3 separate regions of the Mus musculus genome follow, and all the other regions are linked to region 1. Evidence: chromatin contacts called from public Hi-C and HiChIP or PLAC-seq data. All regions are on one chromosome and are shown on one strand. The core of a region is the stretch at or near the end of the contact, and the rest is flanking DNA. Distances in the headings are between cores, read along the strand shown. Region 1 holds the start of Spc25 (SPC25, NDC80 kinetochore complex component, homolog (S. cerevisiae)). Region 2 overlaps Cers6 (ceramide synthase 6). Region 3 holds the start of Bbs5 (Bardet-Biedl syndrome 5 (human)).

Evidence for each region. Hi-C and Micro-C count contacts between places; a contact is called where the count stands out from the background. HiChIP or PLAC-seq counts read pairs in DNA pulled down with a chosen protein or histone mark.
Region 2: a contact with region 1 is called in a Hi-C map of LSK cells, with 5 times the contacts expected there. The contact joins the enhancer-like site here to the promoter of Spc25 in region 1. A contact is called at or near these places in 1 of 39 promoter capture datasets (pre-B cells), 2 of 484 Hi-C or Micro-C datasets (LSK cells and pre-B cells) and 2 of 9 other capture datasets (adipose tissue and liver).
Region 3: a contact with region 1 is called in an H3K4me3 HiChIP or PLAC-seq map of bone marrow-derived macrophages, with 5 times the contacts expected there. The contact joins the promoter of Bbs5 here to the promoter of Spc25 in region 1. A contact is called at or near these places in 4 of 39 promoter capture datasets (liver, neural stem cells and stem cell-derived epiblast-like cells) and 1 of 115 datasets of contacts at active chromatin or transcription factors (bone marrow-derived macrophages).

Annotation. Positions count from the first base shown.
Region 1 is chr2:69,204,339-69,208,249 of GRCm38.p6, reverse strand. It overlaps Spc25 (SPC25, NDC80 kinetochore complex component, homolog (S. cerevisiae)), which reads left to right and starts at 2,037. Exons shown (of 7, transcript NM_001199124.2): 1 at 2,037-2,186; 2 at 3,072-3,224; 3 at 3,329-3,394. The coding sequence starts at 3,086.
Region 2 is chr2:68,906,473-68,910,674 of GRCm38.p6, reverse strand. All of the region lies in intron 1 of Cers6 (ceramide synthase 6), which reads right to left. Among named protein-coding and RNA genes, the nearest start is that of Cers6, 47 kb to the right of the region's middle. Within about 2 kb of position 2,789, at least 114 of the 459 cell types and tissues checked have an H3K27ac peak or open chromatin away from gene starts, as enhancers often do. A contact at or near this core is called in LSK cells and adipose tissue, where this site is marked.
Region 3 is chr2:69,645,296-69,649,378 of GRCm38.p6, reverse strand. It overlaps Bbs5 (Bardet-Biedl syndrome 5 (human)), which reads right to left and starts at 2,208. Exons shown (of 12, transcript NM_028284.3): 1 at 2,037-2,208; 2 at 275-357. The coding sequence starts at 2,095.

The sequences.
Region 1 (3,911 bases), core at 788-3,287:
CTGACTGCGGGCTGGTGAGATGGCTCAGTGTGTAAGAGCACCCGACTGCTCTTCCGAAGGTTCAAAGTTCAAATCCCAGCAACCACATGGTGGCTCACAACCATCCGGAATGAAATCTGACTCCCTCTTCTGGAGTGTCTGAAGACAGCTACAGTGTACTTACATATAATAAATAAATAAATCTTTAAAAAATATTAAAAAAAAAAGAACACTGACTGCACTTCCAAGGACCTGGGTTCCATTCCTAGCACCTACATGGTGGCTCACAACCATTCATAACTCCAGTTCCAGGGGACCTGATGCCCTCTTCTGACTGCCAAGGACTCTAGGTACTCACATTGGCACACAGGCAAAACACCTGTACACATAAAGTAAATAAATAAGTAAAAATTGTGTTTGTCCGGGAGCCATACATACATGTGAGTGTGGGTGCCCATGGAGACACTTGGGTGCTGGGAACCCAACCCAGATCGTCTGCAGAGTGGTATGCACTTTTCTGCCTCCTATATGGCCAAATTTGTTAATAATGGCCCCAGGCGAGACACTGAGCATCAGGTATACTGTGATGTGCTGAATGATGATGACAAGGTCAAGGTCAAGGATGGTAACTTGTCCAGACTTCATAGTCTTGATTTTCAGTTCTTTTTTTGTTTTGTTTTGTTTTTTTTGGGGGGGGGGGTTTGAGACAGGGTTTCTCTGTGTAGCCCTGGCTGTCCTGGAACTCACTCTGTAGACCAGGCTGGCCTCAAACCCAGAAATCCATCTGCCTCTGCCTCCTGAGTGCTGGGATTAAAGGCGTGCACCACTTGGGGATAAAATAGCCATAATCTGGTAGCTTAATCTTATAGTTGGCATTTGGATGCTTAAAGGGAATCAAAGAAATATTAGTATGGTCTACAAGCAAAGGGTTATTTTCAGAAACAATTATCATAATCAAAGATGAAAATAACAATAATTTTTTTTTAATATTGACCATCTCAAGTTCCTTGTTTTCTCTTTCTTTTCTTTTTTCTTTCTTTTTTTTTTTTTTTTTTTTTTTTTTTGGTTTTTCAAGACAGGGTTTCTCTGTGTAGCCCTGGCTGTCCTGGAACTCACTCTGTAGACCTGGCTGGCCTCGAACTCAGAAATCCGCCTGCCTCTGCCTTCCAAGGGCTGGGATTAAACGCGTGTGCCACCACACTTCAAGTTCCTTTTCTTTAAAGGGCATATTCTCAATTCCCTATCTTTCTCAGTTTTACAAAGAAAGATGTAGTTAGCAAGTCTGTTTCATCTGTGAAGTTGTCTTCTAACAAATCTTAGCTTAAAATCTTTACTATTTTTTAAAATTATGTGTATTTTTAATTATATGTTTAATAACTTGGTGGCTTCCATCTGTCTCTCTTCAGGGAGCACCGGTTACTTTAGTATACAGTGTTCTGATCCCATTCAGTTTGAAGTTCTGCGAGATCCAGGAGCTTGTTTTTGCCAGTAGGTCTTAAAATCAACAGCTGAAGGACTGGCGACATGGCTCAAAGTTGCAGGGCGTCTGCTCCTCAGGCAGAGGAGAGGAGTTTGATTATCAGTGGCTCACAACTGTTCCAGGGGATCCGATGCCCCCTTCTGTAAACACGTTCAAACATAAAAATTAAATAAGTAAAATACTCACGATAAATCAATGTTAGAAAAGCTTGGGAAATTCAAACATTAAGTTTGGGTAAATAGTTTGGTAACTTTCAGGATGTTTCAGCCTAATCAATCATAACTGGAGTCTGTTCAAGAGGATTTTCCGTCATTTCCAAAATAAAACGAGTGCAAGGAAGAAGGAAGTATATGTCATAAAAGAAAGCAGTTAAATTTCAATTTTTACATTTTTTTCTTCATTCTGGGGCAAGCCCTTCTACTTCACTATAGACCGCGTCCCAAGCTGTCTCAGCAAAGAACTACGAATCCCAGAATGCTCTGCTCCATAGTTGTCCGCGAGAATTCCGCAGGCCGATATCAACCAATCCTTGCACGGAGAGTCTGCCCTGTCAGCCAATCAGAAGACGGAGTTGAAGGGCGGGTAAGCAGGCGGTGGAGAGTTTGAAATTGAAAGACTGCGCGCTGGAGGAGCAGCAGACCCGGGAGCAGCAGACGGAAGAGCGGCGGGCTGGTTCCTGCCGGACAGGTCCAGTCTGGTGGAGACCGCGGCGTTCCTGGCCGCTCAGGTCGGGAGCCGTTTGAAGGGTTGTGGGGCTTCGCCGACCGCACGCCCGGGCTGAGGGAAGCCGGCCTGGGCATGTCGGCGTGGGTCCGCAGAGCCTGGAATGCGGGCGTCCGCTGTTAGCCGCGGAGTTCGGGTCCTGGCGCTGCTCGGTCCCGATCACACTCCCCTCTTCCGCCCTGCAGGGGGAGGAGTGGACGGAGCAGTCGGCCAGGGGTCTGATGCAGAAAACCTGCAGGTCTGTCTGTCCCCCAACCTCTTCGAGTCTCGGTCTCGTTGCCTGCGAGCAGGTCCTTTAGGAGAAGCGGAGTGACACCGGGGTCCTGTTAAAACATGACTTGAAAGCTTCGTGCAACCTTGTTTTGGTCATATTCTTTCCTCTCCTCCACCTCCCTTCATGCCTTCAGAACAGATTGATGCACATCCACCACAGTTAAGCCCAAATTGGCTTGGATCATCCTGTTGCTAACTACCGGACTGTTAGTGGATTATTTTTATCTTATTTTACATTTTATTAGGTTCTGGCCCAATGTTGACCAGGCTATCTTTGAACTCAAATACCTTCCTCTGCCTCTCTGCCTCTCTGCCTCCGATGTGCTGGGACAGTGCTGGGACAAAAGGCGAAAAAAGGCGTTTAGTTCACACCCTGTTGTGTTTATTTAGAAAAGGTCTCTTGTATATCAGACTGGTCCTGACGTTGGCTGACCTTTACCTCAGATTCTCCTGCCCCCAGCTGGAAATGTTGGAATTAAAGTCTGCCTTTATGCTAGCTGAGTTGCTCAATTATTAACCATTCTGTAGCAAAGTCAACCTGCAGACATAAACTCGAAAATGTGGCTTATTTGGTGTCGATAGCAACTAAAATACAGCTTTGTGCTCTGTTTTGCAGTGTCTTAAAACATAATGGGTGAAGACGAATTGGCACTCTTAAATCAAAGCATCAATGAATTTGGGGATAAGTTCAGAAACAGACTCGATGATAATCATAGTCAAGTGCTGGGACTTAGAGACGCCTTCAAGGACTCCATGAAAGCGTTTTCAGGTACTGCCAGCCCTTAACTCCTAACTTGTGGATTTTGCTGACCTTATTTATTTTTTACTGTTATTTCAGCGGGATTCAAATATCTCTTGTAATTTGTCTTTCAGAAAAGATGTCTTTGAAATTAAAGGAAGAAGAGAGGATGACTGAGATGATTCTGGAGTATAAAAACCGTATGTGAATCGTGTGTAGATTAGCTTTTAGATTGAAGGTCTTTATCGTGAAATCTTAAGTAAGACAGTGTTGTGAGTGTTCGTACATTCACACACATGCATAGACAGTCATCAAAATTCTGTTTGCGGGAGCTGGAGAGCTAGCTTAGCTCAGTGGTTTAAGAGCTCTGGCTGTTCTTCCAGAGGACCCAGGTTCAATTCCTATCACCCACATGACAGCTCACAACTGCCTATAACTCCTGTTCTATGGGATCTGACACCTTCACACAGAGATACATGTTGTCAAAACACCAATGTGCATGAAATAAAAATAAATTATTTTTAAAAGATTATGTTCCTATCACCAGCTTAAAGTTGAATATCTGCATCGTCTAGAACTATGAATATTTTTTCAGTATTTTTGAATGCTATGTGAACGGCATCATTTTATATGTATCCTGTCTTTTTATTTAACTAGTATATGTGTATGCCTATGTGTAAAGGGCAGCCTTTAAAAATTTTTTTTTTGTTTTCACAT
Region 2 (4,202 bases), core at 1,540-4,039, 300 kb after region 1:
AACAACAACAATCCACAGATAAGAAATAAGCACAACAACAAAACTACAGCAGGGCTTGGTGTTCTATCACTAGGACCCCCAAACTGGGAGGCTCTCAAAGGCATAGAACTCTAAATGCAAGGACTCAAAACAACCTCTCCTGTTGTTTCTGCATACTACCATACACAGTGTGTGTGAGTGTGTGTGTGTGTGTGTGTGTGTGTGTATGTGTGTGTGTGTTTGTGTGATACATGTGCTTCTGTGTCTTCATGTAAATATGTATACCCCATGTGTGGAGTCACCCAGAACTGAAGGTCGTGTATCTCAACTCTTGCCTCCTTACTCAATTCTGAACTACTTATAAATGAAAATGGAGAGATCTGTTGATGTAAATGAGATGACCCAAATATATCTGAGAATGAGGCAAACCAGTAGGGAAGCTGACAGCAACAGAAAAGGGAATGATGAGGCCACGAGGAAGAGGGGCAACCTTAGGATGCTCTACCTTTCCAGGAGCAATTAAATAATTTTTCTCTAGACAATATTTAAGGCTTGGAGCAGAAAAATGCTAGTTCGATACAGAATATAACTTCCAGAAACTAAGATGCCAACAAAAAGAAAAGAAAGAAAAGAAAAGAAATGAAGACTATCTCCATGTGTTGCAGATTCCTCAAAGAGCATGATCAAACAGAAAATGACGGGTATCAACACTCCAAGTTTTCATCCCTTTCCTTTTTTATTCCCATCAGGCACTGTGCTTAATGACAACACAGGACCAAGCACAGGCCTTTCCTGCAGCCGTGGGTTAAGCACAGGGACCCTGGGAAAGGGTGAAGGGAACAGAAAGCTGCCTAGGTACCGCTGCCCCACACCCTTCCCTTTCCATTCCTGGGATTACCCTAGTTATACCTCAAACCTAAACTGCAAGAAGAGCACCAGGAGCAAACGGTAATGAGGGATGAGGGGGAAGCAATGAGCAAAGACCAGAGACTACTGTCTGCACTCTCTCACACTGACTTCTCCCAGAGAGCAGACAGTTCCAGGAAACCTGGCAAAGGCTGCCTCAGCCAGGTGAGTAAGGTCAGCAGCCACAGGGCTAGCATGGTCTTTCTTCCCACACCACAGCCCCCACCGCCTACCCAGAAGGAAAGCTTTCAGCCTGACCCTAACTCAGAAACAGTCTATGAAGTAAATGCCTGGCCGCTTTTCAGAACTTTTAATAAAAGGTCATCGGACAGAAGTTAGGAACAGAAAGAGAATGAGAACTCTGAAATAAGCATGGACCTCAGTCACTAACAATACATCAGTATCAGCCTTGGCAAATGCATTGTACTGGTGTAAGGAATACAGCAAACAGGATCGTGCGAACTCTCTTATTACCAAGACTGCTTTTTTTTTTTAATTCAAAACTATTCTGATTTTCACACTTTCTTTTAATGGTCAAGAGTCTTTTTTTTTTTTTGTGACCATGTCTCCCCAAAACTTTTGGGTACCCCAATGTCAACAGAAAACATAAGAAGCAAATATTTAGAACAGGATGTAAAACAAACATTTATAAACTAGCAAAAAGGAGCTGGAGAGATGGCGCAGTGGTTAAGAACACCGGCTGCTCTTCCAAAAGTCTTGGTTCAATTCCTAGCACCCACACGTTGGCTCACAATTATCTGTAACTTTAATTCCAGGGAATCCAATGCCTTCTGTACATATATGGCCCATAGACATATATGCAGGCAATACACCCATACATATAAAATAATAAAAATAAGCCAATAAAGTGTCTTTCCTAAAGATACAGAAAAAAAAATAAAAGAACTTCAAAACAATTACTAACCTCAGAAATTCAAGGTGACAAGACAACTGTATCATAGTGGCAATAGTCTTTGAAAAAGTAACAACCAGAAAACTATTCAAACACATCAGATTAAAGCTGACAGGTGGTGGCACACGCCTTTAATCCCAGCATTCAGGAGGCAGACGCAGGCAGATCTCTGAGTTCACGGCCAGCCTGGTCTACAGATTAAGTAGACCCGGACAGCCAGGGCTACATGGAGAAACCCTGTCTCCAAGCAAACAACAAACACATGAGATTAAGCACAGACTATGTTTAATGGCATTTTATAAGAAACCAATAGACTTGCAGAGTAAAATATATTGGAGACTACGTATATGGCCTGTATAGATGTTTCATCTGAACTGAAACATTCTCAGCTAGGGGCAGGGTGGGGGTCCTGAGAAACCACTGCTGAGGATGGAGGATGACCTGCCAAGTCTCTGAGAGGAGATTCTCAAACCTCTTACTCTGCCTGCAAGCTGTGCTGCGAGCTCCAGGCTGCAGCTATTTTGAGTTCTCACCCTCTTTGGGGTAGGCGTTTCAGTGATGCAGCTGCTTTGGAATTGCCTCTGTTCCTTTAAGTAGCCCCCACCCCCCTCACAACCGTAGTCCTATGTAGCAACCCCAACTGAAACCCATTCACCAGGTGGGACTTCCGTGCAATTACGACTTTGGGCCCTCACAGCTTCCCTTCCTACGGTGAGCAAGCACTAGTATGCTGCAACTTCGCAGCAAAAATGTCTCAGGCAACATCATCAAAAAATAAGCCTTAACTGATTTTTAAAATATGAGAAAGAATCAGAGGGAAGAAAGATCTGTAACTGGACCTGCATCTCTCTGAAACTGAGATGACGTGCATAGAATTTGTTACTGTAATCATTTCTCATTTGACAGTTAAGTGACATGAAGGACACTCACACTGACAAGCAGCTGTCACCACCACCCATCTCCAGAACTCTTGAGTCTTGCAAAACCGAAACTTCCCTACCCGATAAACCATAGCACTCTGCTAACGCCCCTTGGCTCTGACCACTGTTCATGTCTATGAAATTAACTACTCCACTGCCTTGCAGAAATGAAACCACAGGATGGTTGTCTTCCTGTAACAGTCCACTTCACAGTGACCTCCCAATTCACTCATGTAGTAGTATTGTGTCTCAGCATCTTTCCATTTAAAGATGAACACGGACTAACCCTCTGAAACTATAAGCAAGCCCCCCCCATTAAATGCTTCCCTTTATATAGTGGGATGGTGGTGTGTGTGTGTGTGTGTGTGTGTGTGTGTGTGAGAGAGAGAGAGAGAGAGAGAGAGAGAGGGAGAGAGAGAGAGAGAAAGCGTGTACTTGTTTGTCCATTCATCCATCAATTTGATCAAAATAACCATTTTAATGTTGGTGACAATTATACTACTGATCACATTTGGCAAAATTTAGAAAAGCCATACATTAAAGTGAGTGACTTGTATGTATACAAACAAATTTCCTAAAAGTTTTTAAATATAAAAGACAAAAATTAAACTAAAAAGAACAAGAAGCTTTATCGAACTACTAAGGGCTCTATTTTCAGATAAAAGAAACAAGATACTACTGACAGAAGGCATTGTCAAAGAAATCAACAATAGAATGTTGACCACACTCGAGCTTTCTAAGTCCTCAGACCCCAAAAAAGCTCACATATGCCCAGCACAGGGACAAGCCAGCTGCTGCTGGGGAACAGTTCTTGCCTGGCATAACCACAGACACAGGTTTCATCACCAGCACCAGAAAACAAAACAAAAATCCCTTTTTCCCAACATCATGTAGCCTCAGCCGCCAAGAAGACACACACAGGAAAGTGAACCCTTGCCAGAATGTTGTCATTTGGGAGAAAAGAAACAAAAGGATACCAAAGGGTGCAAGGTGAAAAATGACTGATGTCGGTAGGTTCAGAATCTTCCCAGTAACAAAACGACCACTTAATGGGAAATGAAGGATTTCAAAACAAACAAACAAACAAAAAGGTAGAAATTTTAAAGATCTACAACATTTACTTTTCTAAGAAATGATGTACTCTAAAAGACATAATTAATCCATGAAAGAAGGTGTGGGTGTTTGAATGAGAACAGCTCATATATTCGAATGTTTGGGTTTTAGTTAGTGGAACTGTTTGGGTAGGGTCAGGAGGTGTGGCCTTATTGGAGGAGGTGTGGCACTGGAGTTCCAAAAGCCCACATCCAGCCCAGTCTCAGTCCCTTTCTGCCTCCTCTCTGTGCATCGGGATGTAAAGCTTCCAGCTGCTGATCTATAGTCATGACTGCCTGCCTGGCCGCCTAATCATGCTCCCACACACACACACACACACACACACACACACACACACACCCTGTGATAACATGGACTAACCCTCTGAAACT
Region 3 (4,083 bases), core at 959-3,458, 440 kb before region 1:
TCACTTCAGTTGGCCCCGATTGCTCCACCCCTGCTCACTCCAGCCCAAGGATTTATTTATTATTATAAATAAGTACACTGTAGTTGTCTTCAGACGCACCAGAAGAGGGTGTCAGATCTCATTATGGGTGGTTGTGAGCCACCACATGGGTGCTGGGAATTTAACTCAGGACCTTTGGAAGAGCAGTCAGTGCTCTTAACCACTGAACCATCTCACCAGCCCATGAACCAACATTTATAAACTAAACCAGAATGTAAAACTCCAATGTGCTCACCTCTGTCTCCATTGTTTCCTTTTGTGTCTTCAATGGAATCTAAACAGTCAATGAGGACTTCCCCGGGTCTTGTTTTCATCTGTCTAAAATAAGCATAAATGCGAGGTGTATAACTTCATCTGCTGTCCATCTCCTTAGAGAGGAGAGACAGAGACACAGGACAGCCAGTACTGTAAAGTATACAGCCCGGACTGCTCATGCACTTCTAGACCCTACGAGTCAGTGGTGCCTGAACAGACCAGGGCCACTTGAGAGTCAGCTAGGACCAGAAGCGGAGTCTTGGATAACTAAATGGAAAAGAGCAAAGGATGCATGACTGAAAAAGAGGAACAGAAGGGACATGGCTCTGAAGAAAGGGCACTGACTAGGGAGAGAAGTGTAACTATGGAGAAGAGTCAAAGAACCTGAGACTGCAGGATGATAAGTATAGGCCTTATCTGTGGACAGTGGTGGACAACCCCCAGAGGTTTCTAAGTAGAGGAAGGTCGTCGGGCGGTTACGGAGAGGATGGTTTTTAAAAGGGTTGTATGAGGTGTATCCTCAGGAGGGTAGTGAGTGGGTCAGCGAGTAAAGGTGGCTACCACCAAGTTTGATGACCTGAGTGTCTGTCATCCCTGGGACCCACACAGTCAGAGGAGAGAATCGACTTCTGCAAGTTAACTTCTTCTTCTTCTTCTTCTTCTTTTTTTTTTTTTTTTTGGTTTTTCGAGACAGGGTTTCTCTGTACAGTCCTGGCTGATCCTGGAACTCACTCTGTAGACCAGGCTGGCCTCGAACTCAGAAATCCACCTGCCTCTGCCTCCCGAGTGCTGGGATTAAAGGCGTGCACCACCACGCCCGGCTTTGCAAATTAACTTCTGACCTCCACTGTGAATGATGCGCACAGAAAGCACTCTATCTCCACAGGCTCGTTTGATCCTTTGAGTTAGCTGTGTGACGACTACTCTCCTGCACTAGAATGAGGAAGGGTGTGTGATAATCAACCCCTCTTATTTTCCTGTCTTGATTTTTGAGACAGATGTCTGTAAACTGAAAATGTTCATGAAAACAGGGTTCGTCTGGATTAAGACCCACGGCACTCCCTGAACTACAGGGAAAGCCATAGAAGGTGTGTAATGAGTTACTGTACTTTGTAATTTCACAAATACCTCCTCCCTCAACTTCCAAAAGGAACGAATACTATGTTAGGCATCCAGTTACTACAAAGACTGAGAAATGTACCAATATCTCATTTTTTCTATTTTAGGAGACAGTGCTCATGATAAAGCACCATTAGGAAGCAGCTGAGGCGCCGTGTAGTTATTGATCCAAGAACTTCAGCTTCTATGTTTTCCATCACGATCTCAGCGACCCCCTCCCTGATTTCTGGGCAGGAAGGGTTTTTAACCATCTCCTCTTTTAAGCATATTCCCCCACAAACAGGGCTTCTTTATAACAAGCTCTCAAAGATTTAGATAAGGACTAAATGAAATCTTAGCTCCGACACAAGCTTTGCGTGGTCGGGAGTTTTGGAGAATTCTCACTCCCACCGCCCTCATTTTACAGACACGCCAACCGTGCAGAGGCCCGTAGTGTGCAATGCTATTCCGGATTTTGTTCTAGAACCCTGCTTTCCGGAATCCCTGCCCTATGTCCCCTCCACCGCAGGACGCGGAGGGTCACAGCCTTGATGGGCGCACACTGAGATAGGCCGCTGGCCAGGGCAGGGCCGAAGACCGCAGGGGACCATAGTCACGGGGTCTCAGCGCATCCTGAGACTCACTGCGAGGACACGTCGAAGCGCACGTCGCGGTCCTCCCACAACACGTCCAGCACAGACATGGTGACCGAGGGAGCTCGCCGATGAAATCCACAGTGGCTGCTCGGCGGCGTCTTATGGGCGCCAAGGCAACGCGCCGGCTTTGTCACGACATCTACGGCGGGCGCCGGGGCCCAAGCTTCCACCAGGTAGTGTGCGCTCTTTTCCCAGCCCGTTTGCGTCATTTGGTCTTGTTGAGGCGGGTGGCTGGGAAGCTGCTTCACTTCTGAGTCACCTCTCTGTTCTCTGCGCAGAACTTTAGCCATTTCAGCTTTCCTGCTGTTTTCCTACACCATTTAGAAATCTTAACTTCATCAAATTACATTACTGGTTTGATGGGGCTCTGACCCTGCCCACCTCCCATACCCTGGTGGCCTGGATCTCTGGCTACATTCCAGCCCGAGGCTCAGAACCTGTTAGAGGTCCTACTACATCTGGTCAGAACCATTGCTTCCCTAGATTCGTATAGTGCCAGCCCTTGCGTCCTATTTCACAAATCAGCTCTGGGGTCCCTCTATTGTGAGCAAACAAAACGTAGACACCTGATTCTTAAAGTTCACCGCATTGATCAATGTGCAGCACAGAGTACAAGATAAACTATGTCTCTGTCTCTCCTCCCTCTCCCCCTTCTCCCCTTCCCCCTCCCCCTTTCCTTTCTTCCTTTCTTCCTTTCTTCCTTCCTTCCTTCCTTCCTTCCTTCCTTCCTTCCTTTCTTTCTTTCTTTTTCTTTCTTTTTTTTTTTTTTGACATGGTCTCCCTTTGTGGCCCAGACTGGCCTCGAAATGTAACAGCTTCAGTTTCCCTAATACTGGGATTATAAACATACTTTATATATTTTTAAACGAATCAAATGGCTTTCTTTTACTATATGAAAATTATCAATAAACAAGTAACACGTTAAATAAATTACTGCTTCACAAAGAGTGATCTGGGGTCTCCTGGGCATACTCAGGAGCCTCTCATGGTTCCATAAGCAGAGTGACGTGAAAACACTTGCCTTTTAAACTCTAGCTGGGTCACGGGTTCACATTATGTATAACTGAGTATGTAAGCACACAGAACACTTCATTTGCTGTTTGTATTCTCCAAGACAGGGTTTCACTTGTGGGCCAAACTGGCCTGAAACTTACGATGTAGCGGCTTTGAACTCCCATCAACCCTCCCACCTCAGCTCCAGAATGCTGGGATTAGAGCCTCTCTACCCAGCTACTTGTTTAATGCACTATGGTGTTTTGGTTTTAGGATTTATTATATTATTCAAATCCTGTTAACGTTCATCTTCCTGCTCAGCCTCCTGAGTACTAGGATTGCAGTGTGAACCACCATGCTCACCTTTAAAAAAAGGTGACATGGGATTTGGTATGCTGCTGGAAGTAATGGCACACATCTTTTTTTTTTTTTTTTTTTTTTAAAGACTTATTTATTTATTATTATATGTAAGTACACTGTAGCTGTCTTCAGACACACCAGAAGAGGGAGTCAGATCTTGTTACGGATGGTTGTGAGCCACCATGTGGTTGCTGGGATTTGAACTCTGGACCTTCGGAAGAGCAGTCGGGTGCTCTTACCCACTGAGCCATCTCACCAGCCCCCAATGGCACACATCTTTAATACAGCACTTGGGAGAAAGAGGCAGACAGATCTTTGTGAGTTCAAAGCTTGCCTGGCCTACTAGTAAGTTCTAGGCTAGGCAGGGCAGTCTTTCGAGTAAGACTCGTATCTCAAAGCAATTTTTTTTTACTCTGTTTAATAATGTGAGTCAATATTGATTGAAATATATTTCTTCTAGTTTTATTGAAGTACGAATGGTATTTTGAAAAGAATGTATACAGTTTGGTGAATTGGAACTTGAATACTTGTGTGTGTTACCACCACAATCGAGATAATAAAACCCCATTATCTCCACATGTTTCCTTGTTTCTCTTTGTGCCTTTATATGAGTGCTGGAGAGATGGCTCAGTGGTTAAGAGCACTGACTGCTCTTCTGAAGGTCCTGAGTTCAAATCCCAGC